Linked DNA regions of Zea mays: region 1 is linked to region 2. Evidence: chromatin contacts called from public Hi-C data. All regions are on one chromosome and are shown on one strand. The core of a region is the stretch at or near the end of the contact, and the rest is flanking DNA. Distances in the headings are between cores, read along the strand shown. Region 1 holds the start of LOC100281070 (hydroquinone glucosyltransferase). Region 2 holds the start of LOC103652724 (indolin-2-one monooxygenase-like).

Region 1 (3,644 bases), core at 1,144-3,643, 270 kb after region 2:
GTGACTGGAAGCGCGACAACCAACGGCGGCCTGGATCCTGGTGCCTGATGTTCCTCTGTAGGGCAATGGAGGTGATGCCGGTGGCGGCCACGCTCCACGCCAACACTAAGCCAGGATGCGTCAACACAACAACAATAACGAAAGATAGGTTTCCTTATTCCTCTCAGTAGAATAGATCTACTCGACATCGAGGATTTCTAGTTACAGATTGTTATTCTAGAGGCTTAGGAATCGATGCTATGCACCATAGAATCTAACACTTAGTTCTATGACTTTTCTGATTTTTACTCTTTTAAATATAGCCCTATTAAGGACATGATTTTAAATAGTCCTATACTTCATCCATCCCACTGTATAAGGCGCGCATAACTATGTATCTTTGGTTTAAAGATTTAAAAATATATTTAATTATGTCTATACTACTGTATCGATGTACTCATGGTCTAGAGAGCACTTATATTACGTAACTAGTATAAAAATTAGTTATGTCTTAGCGCATGTACAACCCCATTAATTAAGGGATCTCTTGAGTGGTATTTAAAAAGTTAAGTGAAAAAATCAAGATATGTCTTAGCGTATGTACAATCCCATTAATTAAGGGGTCTCTTCGCGAAGAGCTAGCCCGTCGTATTGTTTCTTAACTGTATTAATTGTTTTAGTGGTTTAGGATTGTATGATGCAAGTTTTTAACCATCTCTTACTTTGAAAACCGAGCAAGTGCTGTGAGTTGTACTTGTACATGCCCTTATATACTCTGACACGAGCACTTTATTATAATAACTGCACCCGCAATAATAGCAAAATGGACATAATAAATGCTTTGAATAATTAACTAGGCTATTCGCGTTTAGCGTAGTAGTGTAGGATTAGTAGACGCTGTCGTCTGCACTCGTCCACTCCTTGACCACCTCCGCCAGTGCGGCCGCGGTGGCGCCGCCGTCGCGAAGGCCCTCGGCCGCGGCCTTCTGCAGCTCCTCCACCTTGGCCCGCACCGCGGCGCCCTTGCCCTCCGCGGTCATCAGCTCCCGCACCACCGCGGCGATGTCTTCCCTCCCCTTGGCCCCGGGCACTCGTAGCGCGGCCCCTACCCCGTCGCACAGCAGCACCGCGTTCTGCCTCTGGTCGGCGAACAGCGGCCACGCCAGCATGGGCACGCCGTGCACCAGGCTCTCCAGCGTCGAGTTCCAGCCGCAGTGCGTGAGGAAGCCGCCGGTGGACTGGTGCGCCAGCACCTTGGGCTGCGGCGCCCACGACGGCACCACGAGGCCGACGTCCTTGGTCCGCTCCAGGAACCCTTGGGGCAGGTAGGAGAAGGGGTCCTTCTTGCTCGCCGAGTCGTAGTAGTTGTCGTTGCCGACGCCGCCCTCGCTGGGGCTCCGCACTACCCACAGGAACCGCTGCCCGCTGAGCTCCAGCCCTAGTGCGAGCTCCCGCATCTCCTCGGCGGGCAGCGTGCCGCCGGAGCCGAAGGACACGAAGATGACCGACTTGGCCGGCTGCCGGTCCAGCCACTCCACGCACGGGCACGGCGCGTCGTCCTTGCTGCCTCCACCGTCCTCTGCGCGCACGAGCGGGCCGATGGTGCGCACCGGCGGTCGCCCGGGCTCCGGCTGGCGCAGGACCTCGGCGGGCCCCGGCTCGACGGCGTCGAAGGAGTTGACGAGGATGGCGGTTGCCTCGCGGAACTTGGCGCCGTGGTGCACCATCCATCTGTAGCTGGGGTTGGACTTGTCCTGCAGCGGCTTCATGGTCTCGGTGCCCGGCAGCGGCACGCACCCGGGCAGGCGGAGCGGCTCGGCGAGGTCCCGGAACTCGCCGGGGATCGAGGCGTCGAGCTCCGGCAGGTGGAGCATCAGCGTGAGCGCGGTTAGATTGGTCGGGAAGAAGAGGTACCTCCGCTGGACCCCCGCCGCGCGCGCCGCGTCGAACGCGTCCGCGCCGAAGAGGTCGGTGACGAACGCCACGAGACGGCCGGTCGTGGTGGGCCGCTGCTTGAGGCTCAGGAGCGCCTCGGTGAGCGCCGGCACGGCGCGCACGCACTCTTCGGACATGAGCGTCTCGATGGCGGCGTCGCGCGGGAGGTCGGACATGTCCACCGGCGGCAGCGCCATGGACGCGACGGCGGGCGGCATCGAGGCGAGGAACGCGCGCTGCGTGGCGGACGCCGTGGACGCGAACGTGATGAGCGTGGACGTGACGCCGTGGCGCTGGGCCAGGCGCTTCGCCAGCTCCGCCAGCGGGATCAGGTGGCCCATCCCGGGCGTCGCAAGCATCGCCACGTGCGGCGGTGGCGTCTGGGTGCCGTCGCCGTTGCGGCAAGAGGAGGCGTTGGCGTTCTCCATTGGTGCGTGCGGTGCGGTATTTTCCCACTGCCGCTTATCAGCCTGTGGTGCCGCCGTGCCGGGACGTGTAGCCGGAGTTTATACACGTAGTCGTCTGAGCTCCGGCATCCGGCCGGGGCGAGTGGTCCCGACTCCCGGTTGTGTGTCCGGCAATAATGCCGTGTGCGTGATCTCGGGCGCCAAAGGGAGATCTGGGCTGGTCTGCACTGAGCAGCCATGGATTTGGATGACGGGTTTATGGGTGCCCAGTAGCGCTACTTACTGGGCCAATATTTTTCCCCTAGCAAGTTTCTCCGCACGTGCGCTACTGGGCCAGTTTCTCTTTCTTATTTCCTTTTCATTTCTGTATGACTAGGCTGGCTTCTTGCTTAGTTGGCTTCCTTCTTTATAAGCTCATCTGTCGTATCTCTATTTTAAACTTCATTATATAAATATTGATATATACAATATAAAACAATATTTTACACGGCCATATACACGATTTGTTGGACACATCCTAATGACAGCGGCCCATGAAGCTGGTTATTTTATACTTAGATTCTTTTCTTCTTTGTACCTTTGCCCCTCATTTCTACCTTGGTTATTATTTTTTTCCTTTCCTTGTAATCGTTATATAGGAACTCAACCCCTATTTGAACAATATGTCACATCCAAAAAAAAATACAAAATATTTTCTTTAAAATTACCCAAAATACTTTCCTTGACCTCCAAATAACACATTTATGCCCATTCTACATCAACCTATCCTTAAAAAAGTTTCGTGATTTTTTCACCTTTTTCTGTAGCTTTTCCCATTTTTTTGTATGAGTATATTCTTTTCTTAGATACACTTAAATGTCATTTCATGAACTCCAAATATTTTAATTTGGTTTCTTATGTTCCAAAATGACTCGTAGATGTTTCCTCGGGATTTTCATTTCTTCAGGTATTTTTTGTATCTTAAATGGTAATTTTGGACTTTTCTAGAATTATTTTAATCCTAAAAACAATAAAGTTCTCAGCCCAACTAGGTATCTCTATATCTATACTACTCTATTAAGATAGTACCGTCAGCGTCCACACCTGGTTGCCCCCGCCTGCCCCCGCACCCTCCCACGCGCGCGGAAGGAAGCAGCCCGCCAGCCCCTGCCGTGCCCCTCCCCCCACGACCGCACAGGCACCGTCCCCCCATCGCCCCCGCCCCGGATCTCGCCCCCGCCGCGGATCCCGCGCTGGCCACGACCGCCAATCTCGGCCAGCCCCCGCCGTACCCTCGCCTATGCCTCGCCCCGTGATCCTCTCCCCCTCGTCGTCGTCGCCCGC
Region 2 (3,503 bases), core at 848-3,347:
CACTTTATTCCTTGCATTATTTAATCTTGTTCCCGGTACAGCTAGCAAGACACAAGTTTTACAGATGTAGGATTATCAGGAAGCAATCCTTGGAACAAGGAGAAGCTTCTCCTTCCGGCGAAGCGTCAGCCCAAAGGACTCGTCCATGGACACCCCTGCTGCAGAGCCCGGAACCTCCCAATCAAAATGGTACATGAGATTGGCCAGCATGATCTCCATGGTCGCGAATCCGAAGTTCATCCCGGGGCAGATCCTCCGGCCGGAGCCGAACGGGATGAACCTGAGGTCCTTGCCCTTCATGTGGACGTCCACGGCGCCCGGTTCCTGCACGAACCGCTCCGGCATGAACTCCTCCGGCTTCTCCCACGTCGTGCGGTCCCTCCCGAGCGCCCAGGCGTTGACGAGGACGCGCGTCCCGGCTGGGACGAAGTAGCCGTCGATCTCGGAGTCGGCGGTGGAGTAGTGCGGGAGGAGGAACGGCGCCGGCGGGTGCAGGCGCAGCGTCTCCTTGATGGTCGCCTTGAGGTAGGGCATGCTGCCGAGGTCCTCCTCCGCTAGCATGTCCAGCTTCTTGCCGTCCGGCGAGCGCATCGTCGTCCTCACCTCCGTCTGTAGCTTCTCCATGACGTGCCTGTTGTTGATGAGCTCGGCCATGCCGTACTCTAGCGTCAGGTAAGATGTCTCTATACCTGCCTCGAACATGTCCTGTTAATGACACATATCAGATGATCGATCTACTAAGTTAGTATCATATATTATTAGTATATAAACAGGGGAATAATAATCACTGTAGCTTGATATGGTAAAACGGTAATCGGTAAAGCAGTAAAAACAGTAGCTGGACTTACCACCAAGATGGCCTTGAGATTGTCCGTAGTGAGGCCGTACTCTTGCTGTATGGAGAGCAGAACGTGTATGAAGTCCGCCTCGCTCTCCTCGCTCTCGCCGGAGGGCCTGCTCTGCACGTGTTCCTGGATGAGCTCGTCGAACACGTCGTTCCACCTCTGGTTGAGCCGCCGGGCCTTGACGGACACCAGCCGGAGGAGCACGTCCGCCATGGCCATATTCGGGGGGAAGTAGTCCTCGAGGTTGAACCCGCCGAGGAGGGACACGTTGATCTCTGTCAGCTCGCTGAACAGCCTGTTCCGGCCTTGGTTCCGGTGCGACGCGCCCAGCACCGCGCGGCACACCACGTCGTTGGTGTACCCGGACAGGAGATCGCTCAGGTCCACCGCCGCCGGCGGCGCGGCGGTGGCAGCCGCGCGGATCTTGTCCATGACGAGCCGCACCTGCAGTGAACGTCAGTATATTCTGTTCTATTGCATAGATAAACGGAGGAAAAATGTACGTGCAGGTGCGTGTGTGTGTGAGAGAGAGAGAGAGAGAGTTGGATCTGCGTGTTCGTCGTCGTCCTTGCCTCTTCCTGTCGGCCATGGCGGAAGGACTGCACCTTCTTGGTGCTGAGCATGTGCGTGGTGAGGAGTTTCCTGCCCTGCCGCCAGTACTCGCCGTAGGGCACGAACGCGACGTCCGAGGGCCCGTAGCGGATGATCTCGGCGGCCATGGACGGCGGCCGCGACGCGAAGATGTGGTCCTGGGTGCGCAGGACGGCGTCGGCGGCGCTGGGCGAGGACACGAACAGGGTGGGCACGGCGCCGATGCGGAGGAGCAGCAGGCCGTTGCGCCCGTGCTTGGCGTCCAGGTCCCGGATCGAGATGTGGGTCTCGGCGCCGATGAGGTGGAGGTGGCCGATGATGGGCAGCTTGCCCGGGGGCGAAGGCGGGAGCGGAAGCCGCTGTTGCTGCTTACGTTTGTTGGCTGAGGTTGTGCCGGTTCGCCTTGCGGATACTAGGCGGATGACGAGGAAGATAAGTACGCCGAGGAGCAGTGCGTGTGTGGCGGTGCCATGGTCGCCGGCGAGCTGCAGGTAGTGATGGTACGCAGCTCCAAGGGCCATGCCGTCCCGACCTTGTTAGTGAACAAGTAACCGGGAAGGCTTGCAATGGCGAGCGTTGGGCTCCAACTAGCCGCTATATGAAGGCAGCCTCCCTAGTCTTCCTCCACACTCCAGCAGCTAGTCCAGCTACCGGCTTCAGACAGAGTCGACTGTATAGTAGAGTCTACATTTATTTTCATAGATATATAAAAGGATATGATAATACGTGGATGCTACGCTGCCAGAAACAAATAAATAAAAGATTAGGAGCAGTACAAGAGAAACGCAAAAACCTGGACAACCTCTTTCACCATGACACCGTATCTTATGAGCAAGGAGCCCTGCTGCTCCCATGAGCAAAATCAATCCAGACCACATCCTCCACATCCAACGGTGCTGCGTAGGGGGGTTTTTGTAAAATGTACAGAGTTGCAAAGAACATTTTATAAAACCCCCTGACGCAGCACCGTTGGATGTGGAGGGTGTGGTCTGGATTGATTTTGCTCATGGGAGCACCAGCGCTCCTTGCGCACAAGATACGGTCTCTTTCACCATACACAGCAACAATCTAACTAGAATTTCTGAAATTAATTAAAGTAAAGAAAAACGCTCTTCACCTCGTGGGATCCTACGGAACGGAATGGACAAAAACTTGTCCAGGGCCCGTGTGGTGTGTATATATATACTATTAGACCAACTCCAGCAATGCCCTGCATACGAACACGCTTCCATAAAATACGAGGCCGAGGCCACTGTTCACGCGGTCAGGGGGCTCCATATCCGGGCGCGGAGAACATGCGGCGCCGGTGCTCACTCCCTTTTCTCGCGTCCTCTCTCTCTTCCCCGCACTTCAACCGTCGCTTTTGCAAACGAGCTGGAGCAGCTGAGAGGGAAGCGGTGGCGGTCGACGTCTTCGGGTAGTGCTTGCTTCTCGTCGGCGATTGGCCCTTCGAGCCCTCGGTACGCCGTCCAGATCTGAACTCCGTTGTGGTTTCTATTAGGTTTTAGTTGCTTCATTTGTTCGATCTGTGTGGTTCTATGAGTTGTGGTCTACGAATATTGGGCATAGAACCTGAACGACGGTTTCGATCTGTGTGGTTCTAGGGTTATGTTGCGTGAATATTGGTTCTAGGGTATGTAGATGCTAGCGGTTCTAATTTGTGGCAGGTCTGGTCATGTTGTGCTTTTCGTTGTTCAATTGATTTGTCCATGTACCCACATTTTTTGCCGCATTTTGCACAAACGAGGTTATATGAGTTGTAGTGACCCCACTCAATATCCTAGGCTATCATGCATATTTTGTTCATGGACGCGTAGTCAATATCCTAGGCTGTCAATACTTCCATCGTCGAACAGAAACTGACCATATCTCCTTGGTCATTTTCAGTTTCAGAGATGGAAAAAGAGCCACTTGACATGGTTGAGAGCTTAGTTCGAGTCATCGAGACACATGTCAACATCATTCGCAGTCTAGTGACTGATGGGGTTGTGGATACTAGTGAACCGGAATCAGTGTACACACTTAAGACCACTTTGTTTCAAATTGGAGTTGTATGCGACATACTTG

What was found. Hi-C and Micro-C count contacts between places; a contact is called where the count stands out from the background.
Region 1: a Hi-C map of root tip shows a contact between it and region 2, with 5 times the contacts expected there. The contact joins the promoter of LOC100281070 here to the promoter of LOC103652724 in region 2. A contact is called at or near these places in 5 of 25 Hi-C or Micro-C datasets (bundle sheath, ear, root tip and 1 more).

Annotation. Positions count from the first base shown.
Region 1 is chr4:4,116,095-4,119,738 of Zm-B73-REFERENCE-NAM-5.0, forward strand. LOC100281070 (hydroquinone glucosyltransferase) reads right to left here and starts at 2,394. Exons shown (of 1, transcript NM_001153989.3): 1 at 751-2,394. The coding sequence starts at 2,342. The coding sequence ends at 867.
Region 2 is chr4:3,850,250-3,853,752 of Zm-B73-REFERENCE-NAM-5.0, forward strand. LOC103652724 (indolin-2-one monooxygenase-like) reads right to left here and starts at 2,098. Exons shown (of 3, transcript NM_001301533.2): 1 at 1,418-2,098; 2 at 849-1,289; 3 at 1-705. The coding sequence starts at 1,957. The coding sequence ends at 76.